3 separate regions of the Pan troglodytes genome follow, and all the other regions are linked to region 1. The links are chromatin contacts, called in public Hi-C maps. All regions are on one chromosome and are shown on one strand. Each heading gives the region's core, a stretch centred on a gene start, on an enhancer-like site or on the middle of the called end of the contact. The rest is flanking DNA. Distances are from core to core; before and after follow the strand shown.

What was found. Hi-C and Micro-C count contacts between places; a contact is called where the count stands out from the background.
Region 2: a Hi-C map of stem cell-derived neural progenitor cells shows a contact between it and region 1, with 2.7 times the contacts expected there. The contact joins the promoter of KIF2C here to the promoter of HECTD3 in region 1. A contact is called at or near these places in 1 of 7 Hi-C or Micro-C datasets (stem cell-derived neural progenitor cells) and 1 of 1 datasets of contacts at active chromatin or transcription factors (stem cell-derived excitatory neurons).
Region 3: a Hi-C map of stem cell-derived neural progenitor cells shows a contact between it and region 1, with 7 times the contacts expected there. The contact joins the promoter of CCDC163 here to the promoter of HECTD3 in region 1. A contact is called at or near these places in 3 of 7 Hi-C or Micro-C datasets (induced pluripotent stem cells and stem cell-derived neural progenitor cells), 1 of 1 datasets of contacts at active chromatin or transcription factors (stem cell-derived excitatory neurons) and 1 of 1 other capture datasets (stem cell-derived neural stem cells).

What each region holds. Positions count from the first base shown.
Region 1 is chr1:185,951,441-185,955,219 of NHGRI_mPanTro3-v2.0_pri, forward strand. It overlaps HECTD3 (HECT domain E3 ubiquitin protein ligase 3), which reads left to right and starts at 1,769. Exons shown (of 21, transcript XM_016961571.4): 1 at 1,769-2,243; 2 at 2,426-2,586; 3 at 2,839-2,931; 4 at 3,011-3,146; 5 at 3,449-3,564; 6 at 3,650-3,763. The coding sequence starts at 1,875. UROD (uroporphyrinogen decarboxylase) reads right to left here and starts at 1,921. Exons shown (of 11, transcript XM_513127.7): 1 at 1,763-1,921; 2 at 847-1,300; 3 at 113-225. The coding sequence starts at 866.
Region 2 is chr1:186,227,038-186,230,626 of NHGRI_mPanTro3-v2.0_pri, forward strand. It overlaps KIF2C (kinesin family member 2C), which reads right to left and starts at 1,364. Exons shown (of 21, transcript XM_001151337.7): 1 at 705-1,364. The coding sequence starts at 774.
Region 3 is chr1:185,465,110-185,468,387 of NHGRI_mPanTro3-v2.0_pri, forward strand. CCDC163 (CCDC163 homolog) reads left to right here and starts at 1,652. Exons shown (of 6, transcript XR_010154163.1): 1 at 1,652-1,781; 2 at 1,870-1,968; 3 at 3,021-3,105. MMACHC (metabolism of cobalamin associated C) reads right to left here and starts at 1,279. Exons shown (of 4, transcript XM_024345381.3): 1 at 900-1,279.

The DNA of each region.
Region 1 (3,779 bases), core at 519-3,018:
ATACAGAGGGAAGACAGGGCTCAGCCTTGAGGCCCTCCAGAGCCCTCCCCTGCCCCTTGAAAACTTTTCTCCCTCCGGAGTTTTATCTAGATTTCCAGATCCTGACTCTTACCTGGTAAGTAACGGCCTGCCTGGCGCATGCACCAAACGGGAGTGTAGTCTGTTTCCTCTCCCCAGGCTGCTCGCAGGAATGTGTCATTCTTCAGCTCCGGAAAACCCTGAGGTCTGGCGATCAGGTGGGGGTGGGGGTAGGTGTCAGTATGCTACGCTGGAGGCTGGGGAAAGCGCGGGTTCATAAGGCCGATTCAGTCCAGGACCGCTATCTACCCCCTCCAGGCCAGCTCCCAAACCCTGGCTTTCCGCCCGTTCCGCCTCCTCTCTGCCTATCAGGTGGTGCACAAACTCCAGAAGGGCCCGCCCTGGGGCCTCTTCCCTCCACTTAGTCTCTACTCTTCCAAGCTCGAAGCAACCAGAGGGACTGGGGGGAGGGAATGAAGGCCCACTAAGGATAGTTTGGGGGTCTTCGAACTAGTGAGCCTCAGAAACGGGAATGTCACTGGGCTGGTTCAGGGGCTGAGAAATCCCCAGGCTGGGGGATAAAGAGGGATCAGAGTTGATGGTCCCAGAATAGAGATCCTGGTTGGAAATCCTGAGGCATCCCTTGAATTAAGGCCCTGGGATGAACGTCTCAAAAATCCATGGTTTTAGGATTCAGGATCCCAGCTAACGGAGTTCAGGTTGGGAGGTCTCCAGGGTGGGGAAAGGGGAGTACAGGGATAGAGTCCTGAGTTGGAAGACTCAAATTAGAAGCCCGGCTAGCCACACCGCGTGCTCTGGAGAACTCACCCCAACCCATTCGCTTCCATGGTCAGCTGTCTGTAACTGCGAGCTCAATCCGCAATTTAACCTGAATCTGAGCCTGCCCCCCAGTCCAGGCTCCGCCCCTTTCTGTAGGGAACCAAGGGCGTCGCCATGTTGAAGATCACATGATCGGACTCCAGCGACAGCTCCAGGGCTGCCCTGGCTGCTGCCCGTAGGACCCCTACCTTTTTTCACCGTAAAGTTCGCTGTAGCGACGCAACAACAAAGGCCCAAAAGAAAACTCCGCTGTAAATGTATCTTAGGGTGACATGAGGAATTTGTTCTCATCTGACAGTCTGGGTATCCGGAGGCTTGGCGCAAGTCCCACTCATGATACCAACAGTCTTATCCAGCCAGGTCCATACTATAGCCTGGACCTATAGTAGGTGCAGAGGTTAGCTCTGCTCAAGACAGCCCCGGCCTTTAAGGAGCTACAAGACTGGGGAAACAGAAATCAGCAATCACATTAAAATGAATAATGATCTCCAGTGTCCTTGGGATTAGGAGTGACAAACAGAATCAACCCTAATGACTCAAGACTCCTGTCAGTGGCAGGGGAAGGGGCCATTGTCTCAAACACTTTAGTCACACCACCCATAGGATAGGGAGTCCAGCAGATTCGCTGGGAGTGGGAGGAAAAACAGCAGGCCGAAGAATCAGAAAAATGACTGTTGGCAATGACCCAGGCTAGCTAGAATGGTGACTTGAATGAGGGTAGTAGCAGTAGAGATAAAATGGTAGTCACAAGGAAATGGAGAGAGGGAGATTGATCAGGTAGCAATCACCAATCTTGGGTTTGGTCGGCTGGGTTAGGGTGGCACAGAGATAAGTAATATGGTTGAGTGTGGGAGTACACAGTGCAATACAGTGAGAGCTGGGGTGCGCTTAGTCCAGAACATACGGCAAAGGCTGGCCAAAGGCGGGGAAGGGCGTGGTGGGAAGCTCTGTCGGCGGTCGCGCCAGCTGTTCCCCGGGCAGGGTCGCCTCTAGGCGCTCACCTCCGCCACTTCGCCATGGCGGGTCCTGGCCCGGGCGCGGTGCTGGAGTCCCCCCGGCAGCTGCTGGGCCGCGTGCGCTTCTTGGCAGAGGCCGCGCGGAGCCTCCGCGCCGGGCGGCCGCTGCCGGCAGCGCTGGCTTTCGTGCCGCGAGAGGTGCTCTACAAGCTTTACAAGGACCCAGCGGGACCGTCGCGCGTGCTTCTGCCGGTGTGGGAGGCAGAGGGCCTGGGGCTGCGTGTGGGCGCCGCAGGCCCAGCCCCCGGTACCGGCTCCGGGCCCCTCCGCGCCGCCCGCGACGGCATTGAGCTCCGGCGCGGCGCCTGCGTGCGCACCACGGGCGAGGAGCTGTGCAACGGCCACGGGCTCTGGGTGAAGCTGACAAAGGTGCGCTCTTCCCTGCCCAGGACCCGGTAAAAGACCCCCGGGGCCAGAGAAACCTCTGGCTCTTTGCCTTTCCTCCCCTGTATTGAGTTGGCATTGCGTTCGGCGCCCTTTGCCCTGGGCTGGGCACGACAGGCGGCTGGGCAGTTCCCTGACGGCTGTCCCCATCCTACGCGTCCCGGCAGGAGCAGCTGGCAGAGCACCTGGGCGACTGCGGGCTGCAGGAAGGCTGGCTGCTGGTGTGCCGCCCGGCGGAGGGCGGAGCCCGCCTGGTACCCATCGACACTCCCAACCACCTCCAGCGGCAGCAGCAGCTCTTTGGCGTGGATTATCGGCCGGTGCTCAGGTACTGCACTTGAAGGAGCGGGGCTGGCTGTCAGAAGGCCGGGCCAGGAGGGCTTGGGAACACTTCAGCCACAGCCTGGGGTGGGTGGGATACTGGAGCGGAGGCAGGGTTAAGAACAGAAAGGGGCGGGACGTGAAGGGGGCTCGGGTGGAGACTGGGAGATAGAGCCCTGAAAAAGGCTACACGGCATGGAGGTAGTGTCTTGCTGACCGCTGATGTCTCCCCATCCCACTCCCTACTCTGTGCCCACAGGTGGGAACAGGTGGTGGACCTGACATACTCACATCGCCTGGGATCGAGACCTCAGCCGGCAGAGGCATACGCAGAAGCTGTACAAAGGCTACTGTGAGTGAGCTGGAATGGGGTGGGGAGGAAGGAGCTCTGCGTCTGGGCCCAGTCTAATTAGGGGCTTGGGGTTGCTTAGCTATGTACCCCCGACATGGACCTACGAGTGCGACGAGGACCTGATCCACTTCTTGTATGACCACCTGGGCAAGGAGGATGAGAACCTGGGTAGCGTGAAGCAGTATGTGGAGAGCATAGACGTTTCCTCCTACACGGTGGGTGCTGGGGCTCCTCCCACCCCAGGCAAGATATAGTCACACCCCTCAAGGCTAGATCCAGAAAGAACCCCCACCTGCAGGCCAGGACCAAAACAGGGTACCCACAGGCCACACTCAGTTCAGCTCCCCATCTTGGACGTCTGTAGGACCCCTTACATACCCAGCGGCCCCCTATCCCATACCAGTTGCCTGTTAGCCCAACTTCACTATGCTTTCTCTCTGGTGCTCCTGGCCCAGAGCACAAGCCCAGTGCAGGGAGGGAGGGTAACTGCTGACTTCACGTCTCTGCCCCTCCCCAGGAGGAGTTCAACGTGTCCTGCCTGACAGACAGCAATGCCGATACCTACTGGGAGAGCGATGGGTCCCAGTGCCAACACTGGGTACGGCTTACTATGAAGAAGGGCACCATTGTCAAGTAAGTAGGCTCTGGGCAGGACAGGGTGGGTGGGCTATGTCCCTGTGGGTTCACAAAGACTCATATTCACACTCTGACCCTTCAGGAAGCTGCTACTCACAGTGGATACCACAGATGACAACTTTATGCCAAAGCGGGTGGTGGTCTATGGGGGCGAAGGGGACAACCTGAAGAAGCTGAGTGACGTGAGCATTGACGAGTGAGCACGCTGGCGT
Region 2 (3,589 bases), core at 114-2,613, 280 kb after region 1:
TTTTTAAACTGAGCTGCATGGGATAAGGATTCACCCCTACTCAAGAGAGCCTACAAAAAAAGAGAGAGCCTACAAAAGAGAACATACAAAAGGTATGTTTGAGCACAGGATTCCCCACAGCCCTTAGATGAACTTTTCCTCAACATAGCATTGAGGATCTGGCCCTTTTGGGGTTTTCCTAACTCATTTCTGGCGGTCATATCTGTCCATTTCCCTAATGACACGGGTATCAGACCTGCCAGAACTGCGGTACCTGCTTAAGCAAAAGAGAGAACGACTACAAGCTCCTCAAGAGCAGGGATCTTGTCTGTCCCGTTTACCTGACATACCGCAACTGCGCAATATTTATTCGAGAGTAAAGGGGCCAGGAGACCGAGGTCCCCGTAAGAGCAGGGCATTTTCAGGGGAGAATTTTGGAAGGGAAGTGAATTTAGAAGCCCCAACTTCCCTGGGAGGTCTACCAGCCTTGGAGAAGGTCCGCCCACTCCCAGAGGACTGCGAAAGGGACCCACGTACAGCGCAGGGACTCTCACCCCTGTGTAGGCAAGAATGACTGCCAGTGCAGAGACCCGGAGTGAGTGCGTGTGAAAAGGAGGGAGGGAGAGAAAGAGAGTGAAAGCCCATCTGTGTGTCCGGGGAGGGGCAGTAATTTCAGTCGTCTCACCGCTCACGAGTCCCCTTGACCTAGGGACCCCGCTCCTCACCATTACTGCGTTGGATCTTGATAGCGAGACCGGGAAACAGGCGGGCCTGAAGCGACGAGTCCATGGCCATTCGGAGGGTCAGCAAGGAAGAGAAACGCGCAATACCAAGAAACCTCAATTTCGCTAACCCTACGAAGTCTTAACGCCGCGTAAACCGCCGCAGTTTAAAACCCGCGCGCAAGCGTCCTTAAAACGTCATTCCGCTGTCCCCGCCCTCGCTTCCGCCAGTCAGCGGCGCCCTGCGGAGCCTTGGGGGAGACGCAGTTCCGAACCATCTTCCGACGCTCGGCACCGCCCATGCGTCTGGCCACACCCTCGAGCGCTGTGCCTTCTGGGAACTTCGCCGCTCCGCGGGGTCTGGGGCTCCCAATTCTGGTATTGTCCTCGGTCACCTTGTACTGCGGGGTTCCCGAAAACTGGGAAACTTCAGTATGTATTTGACAGTGAGGGCTCTGGGATCCTACAGACATGGGTTCGAATCGTAGCTTCTTCAATTGCAAGTTCAGTGACCTCGAGCAAGTTGGAGACTTGGCCGGGCGCGGTGGCTCACTCCTGTTAATCCCAACACTTAGGAAGGGAGAGGTGGGAGTGATCGCTCGAGATCAGAAGTTCGAGACCAGACAGGGCAACATAGCCATGACCCTGTTCTCAAAGCAAAACAAAACCACAGATTAGAAACTTGACTTAGTTTTTCTTATTGCATAGTGGAGAAGCATGTTGCCTCATTCAAGGAGTTATGTATAAATTTCCAGAAAGACACTGATTCACCAGATATTTATTGAGTGAAGTCTACCACCTGCTAGGCATGGTACCAGGAAATGGAGATAATGAACTAGACACATAGTTCCTGTCCTTTTTTTTTCTTTCTTTCCATTTAACCCTTAGTGGACACAGCACATGTTTCAGAGAGCACGGGGTTGGGGGTAAGGTTATAGATTAACAGCATCCCAAGGCAGAAGAATTTTTCTTAGTACAGAACAAAATGGAGTCTCCTATGTCTACTTCTTTCTACACAGACACAGTAACAATCTGATCTCTCTTTCTTTTCCCCACATTTTCCCCTTTTCTATTCGACAAAACCGCCATCGTCATCATGGCCCGTTCTCAATGAGCTATTGGGTACACCTCCCAGACGCGGTGGCTGCCGGGCGGAGGGGCTCCTCACTTCTCAGACGGGGCGGCCAGTCAGAGACGCTCCTCACCTCCCAGACAGGGTGGCGGCGGGGCAGAGACACTCCTCAGTTCCCAGAGCGGGTCGCGGCCGGGCAGAGGCGCTCTTCACGTCTCAGACGGGGCGGCGGGGCAGAGGTGCTCCCCACATCCCAGACGATGGGCGGCCGGGCAGAGACGCTCCTCACTTCCTAGACAGGATGACGGCTGGGAAGAGGCGCTCCTCACTTCCCAGACTGGGCGGCCGGGCAGAGGGGCTCCTCACATCCCAGACGATGGGCGGCCAGGCAGAGACGCTCCTCACTTCCTAGACCGGGTGGCGGCCGAGCAGAGGCTGCAATCTCGGCACTTTGGGAGGCCAAGGCAGGCGGCTGGGAGGTGGAGGTTGTAGCGAGCCGAGATCACGCCACTGCACTCCAGCCTGGGCAACATTGAGCACTGAGTGAGCGAGACTCCGTCTGCAATCCCGGCACCTTGGGAGGCCAGGGCTGGCAGATCACTCGTGGTCAGGAGCTGGAGACCAGCCCGGCCAGCACGGCGAAACCCCATCTCCACCAAAAAATACGAAAACCAGTCAGGCGCGGCGGCGCGCGCCTGCAATCCCAGGCACTGGGCAGGCTGAGGCAGGAGAATCAGGCAGGGAGGCTGCAGTGAGTCGAGATGGCGGCAGTACAGTTCAGCCTCGGCTTGGCATCAGAGGGAGACAGGGGAGAGGGAGAGGGGGAGGGGGAGGGAGGGGGAGAGGGGGAGGGGGAGAGGGGGAGGGGGAGAGGGAGAGTTTTTTTTTTTTAATTAGAGACAGTGTCTTGCTATGTTGCCCAGGCTGGTCTTGAACTCCTGGGCTCAAAGATCCTCCCTCCTTAACCTCCCAAAGTGCTAGGATTACATGTGTGAACCACCAAGCCCGGCCTCCTGTTCTTGACGATCTGCCTGCCTCAGCCTCCCAAAATGCTGGGATTACAGGCGTGAACCACTGTGCCCGGCCAGGAAAGGTCTTGTTTGAAGAACTGGTGACTGGAAGGCAGTAGGGGAGAGGAGCATCAGAAGAAGTTGAAGAGGTGGGGAGGGGCAAAATCATAGAGCATCTTGTGGCCTGTAGTAATAATTTTGGCTTTTATGCTAATGAGAAGTCATTGAAAAGTTTTAAGCAGGGGACTAACAAGATCTGATTTACATTTTACTTTTTTTTTTTTTTTTTTTTTTTTGAGACAGAATTTCATTCTTGTTGCCCAGGCTGGAGTGCAATGGTGTGATCTCGGCTCACCACAACCTCCACCTCCCAGGTTCAAGCAATTCTCCTGCCTCAGCCTCCAAAGTAACTGGGATTACAGAGATGCACCACCACGCCCGGCTAATTTTGTATTTTTAGTAGAGACGGGGTTTCACCATGTTGGTCAGGCTGGTCGTGAACTCCCGACCTCAGGTGATCCGCCCACCTCAGCCTCCTAAAGTGCTGGGATTACAGGTGTGAGCCACTGCGCCCTTCCTACATTTTACTTTTATGTCAGTCAAACTTGCTATTGTGTGGAGAGTAGATTTGAAAGGGGCAAGACAGAAGGCAGAGACCACTTAGTAGGCAAGAGATTATGCTGGCATAGGCCAGGGTAGTGATACTGGATTGGAAGTATGGCTGAAAGAACTGATTCAAGATACCCCATGTTTGGGAAGTGAAGTGAATGGGTTTTGCTGATGAGTTGGATGTGAATGACAGGGGT
Region 3 (3,278 bases), core at 402-2,901, 490 kb before region 1:
TTAACTGCTCAGTGCACAGGGCACTGATGTGGGGAAATGTAACTGTGTAAATGGGGGTCGGGGTGCGGTGCTGAGACTGCTGTGCCAGGCAAGTGTACAAAGTTTCATTACCCAGCCCAGCACTGATGACTGGAAATATCATGAATTATCCTTCTGTTGGTAGAGGGAACAAACCAGCCAATTGTTTGCCAGTTCATCACCAGGAATGCCCTTCCTTCCTCAGCTGACCTAAATGATAGCTATGCAAACCTTCTAGGCTTTGCCCTCTCCTAAATCCTTTAGGAAGTTCCAAGGTGACTTTGCCTCACAGGTCCCTTTCTTCTTGTAAATTATATAGGTGACAATCTGAGCCACACACGCTACAGGTCATATGGTGTCTCCCGTTAACGAATCCGGCATTACATGGGGGTAAAAGGTTAAACATGCGACAACTTTTTTTTTTTTTTTGACACGGAGTTTCGCTCTTTGTTGCTCAGGCTGGACTGCAATGGCGCAATCTCGGCTCACTGCAACCTCCGTCTCATGGGTTCAAGCAATTGTCCTGCCTCAGCCTCCCGAGTAGCTGGGATTACAGGCATGCACCACCACGCCCGGCTAATTTTATATTTTTAGTAGAGATGGGGTTTCACCATGTTGGCCAGGCTGGTCTCGAACTCCTCACCTCAGGTGATCCGCCCGCCTCGGCCTCCCAAAGTGCTGGGATTACAGGCGTGAGCCACCATGCCCGGCCTCGACCACTACCTTTTTAACCCAAGCCCCCACTGAAACGCTGTCCCTGTTGTCACATGGACACTGGGCTGCAGGAACCCAGGAGGATCAGAGGCTCCCGAGGCCTCACGCCAGTTGCAACGAAGCCAATCATATATTTCGCCCTAGAACAGCAGGAGGGATAAACTAACCTGGAAGGGGTAAACCTCGAAGCCAAAAGGACATAGCGTGTCCTCGATCTTCTGCTTCAGCTCTGCGACTTTCGGCTCCATAGCGCACGTTACACGCTGAGCTTGCTGGGGAATGAAGTCTCAAGGACAATTGGGCCGTTACGTTTTGAGTCAGCTTCGACTCCATTTCCCAGGTAGGAAATGGGTCCAGTAGCGGGACCATATTGCCTATGCGCGATGCATCTTGGGATGCGTAGTTCGTTTCCTCCTTGGAGACAGCCACACGAAATCGGGAAGACTCAGTTTCCCGGCAAGCTACACGGTGGGGGTGTGCATGTACGTGTCTCTTCTAGAGAAAGGTAGTTCCACCGCCTCCATCGCCGGTTGTGTTCGCAAGAGGCGAACTCAGTTTCCCAGGTGGCGCTGCGGCAGCCAGTCCAAAGTCGGACTTTCAAAACCAACCCGAAGTTTTGAACCCGGCGGCGGCAGTTGTCACTGGCACAGGTTTGGCGTGGCGGCGCCAGTGTACTACTTCTGGGGAGGTCTCGACCAGGTTCTGGCACCTTCAATCCCCACCTGATATCTGCGTATCATCACGGTATCCCGCTTTTCCCCCAGTTCCCCAAGAGCGTCCTTCCTTTCCCTAGTCACAGGATCGCAGTTTTGGTCTGATAGCGCATCCACCTACCCCAGTGTTGCATCCCCACTTCCCTCTTTCCATCTAACGTGGTGGCCTTTCCTGGGGATACCTTGGGTATCCCCCGCTGGGAGAGCAAGCACAAGACACCAGGGAGCCAGACCCCTGCCGCTCCCCTGCCACAGGATATGAATACGAGCCTCAGCTGGTTGGAGCAGCTGGATGTGCTTCTCAACGCTACTGATGGAAATGTGGTCCGGAATAAGGTGAGGGGTTGGTGGAAGTCCCCAGTTTGCGTGGGGAGGCTAAGGGACTCTCAGAGTTCATTGGCCTGTGCATCTGTTTCTTTTGTAGCAGTGGCTGTATCCTCTTGGGGTCTCCACAGAGCTCATTGGCCTGTGCATCTGTTTCTTCTGTAGCAGTGGCTGTATCCTCTTGGGGTCTCCACCGCAGGTAAGTAATGTCTCTTTCTACTTCCAAGCCCTTTCTCTTTCTGTGCCTTCCTCCAGTGCCCGTATCATCCATTATTCCTTCCAAATTCCAACTCTGTCCTTTCCTGAACTCTGTTTCCCCACACAGACCCTGCACTTAACCCTTCGTTATTTCCTCAGCCGGGGACCTGGCTGGGACCTGGATTTCCTCTCATCACTTGCCTCTGCAGTTAGGAGTCCAAGCTCAACAGCCTTGGGCTTTAGAGACTCCCATAGTTCCACAAAGGCTGAGCTGCCCTGAGTCCTAGAGCCCATCCTCTCTCTGGGATGAGGTTGCTATTCTCTGATCCCAATTTCAATCTCAGGCTCAGGTGAGGCTTGGAATCCTTGGTGTGTATATGTGATGTTTGTGTGAGATGAGGATACTAGGGGTCGGGAAAAACTGTTATACAGTAGTTCATGTGTTTTTTTCTGCCTGGGGAGGTGACAGGCACTAAGGCAGGCAGTGCAGGGCCTGCTAGAAGAGCGAGAGCAGCAGAAGTACCAGATCAGTGTCCTGGAAGGTATCTGGCCAGTTATTTTCTTCATATACACAGCTTCATATGTATGCACACAATTTTGCCACACACCTGTTGTGTGTGCACATGTGTCTTGTTTTGCAAGTAGAGTATCTAGGGTCTTGTGAAACTCTTAGAGAGGATGATCCCTAACTTGTCCCACTACAGCATCACTAAGGTTGCTGCAGGGGGCCCCAAAGGGGAGTGCTTTTCTCCTGGAGCAACGCCTGGAGGAGCTGAGAAGGGAACTGCAGGGCCTTCAGAGCCAGGTGTGGGAGCAAGCCCAAGCCCCAGCCCAAGCCCAGATGCAAACAGGACCAGGAGAATGCAGTACTACCAATGGCCTTCCTCAGGAGCTGCAGACTGAGTAAGGGATAGGCAAGACCTTGCCTTCTTGAGGCCTTTGAACTTTTGGCATTTGTAGTGGGACAAGTTGGGGATCATCCTCTCTAAGAGTTTCACAAGACCCTAGATACTCTACTTGCCTTCTTACTCTGGTTTTGTTGATTGACTTTAGAATAGCACTGCTGTCACTCCTACAGTGCTGTGGGAGGACTCAGAGATTATGCAGAAGGAATTGAAGTTGCTGCAGTACCAGTTGAGTAAGTAAAAGGTGGTTGGGGGCAAATATGCATTTCCTTGTCCCCTTTTCTGGAAAGTCATCTTCTTTTATTTATTTTTATTTATTTTTATTTTTTTTGAGATGGAGTCTTGCTCTGTTGCCCAGCCTCACTCTGTTGCCTGTTGCCAAGGCTGTGTTGCAATGGCGCAATCT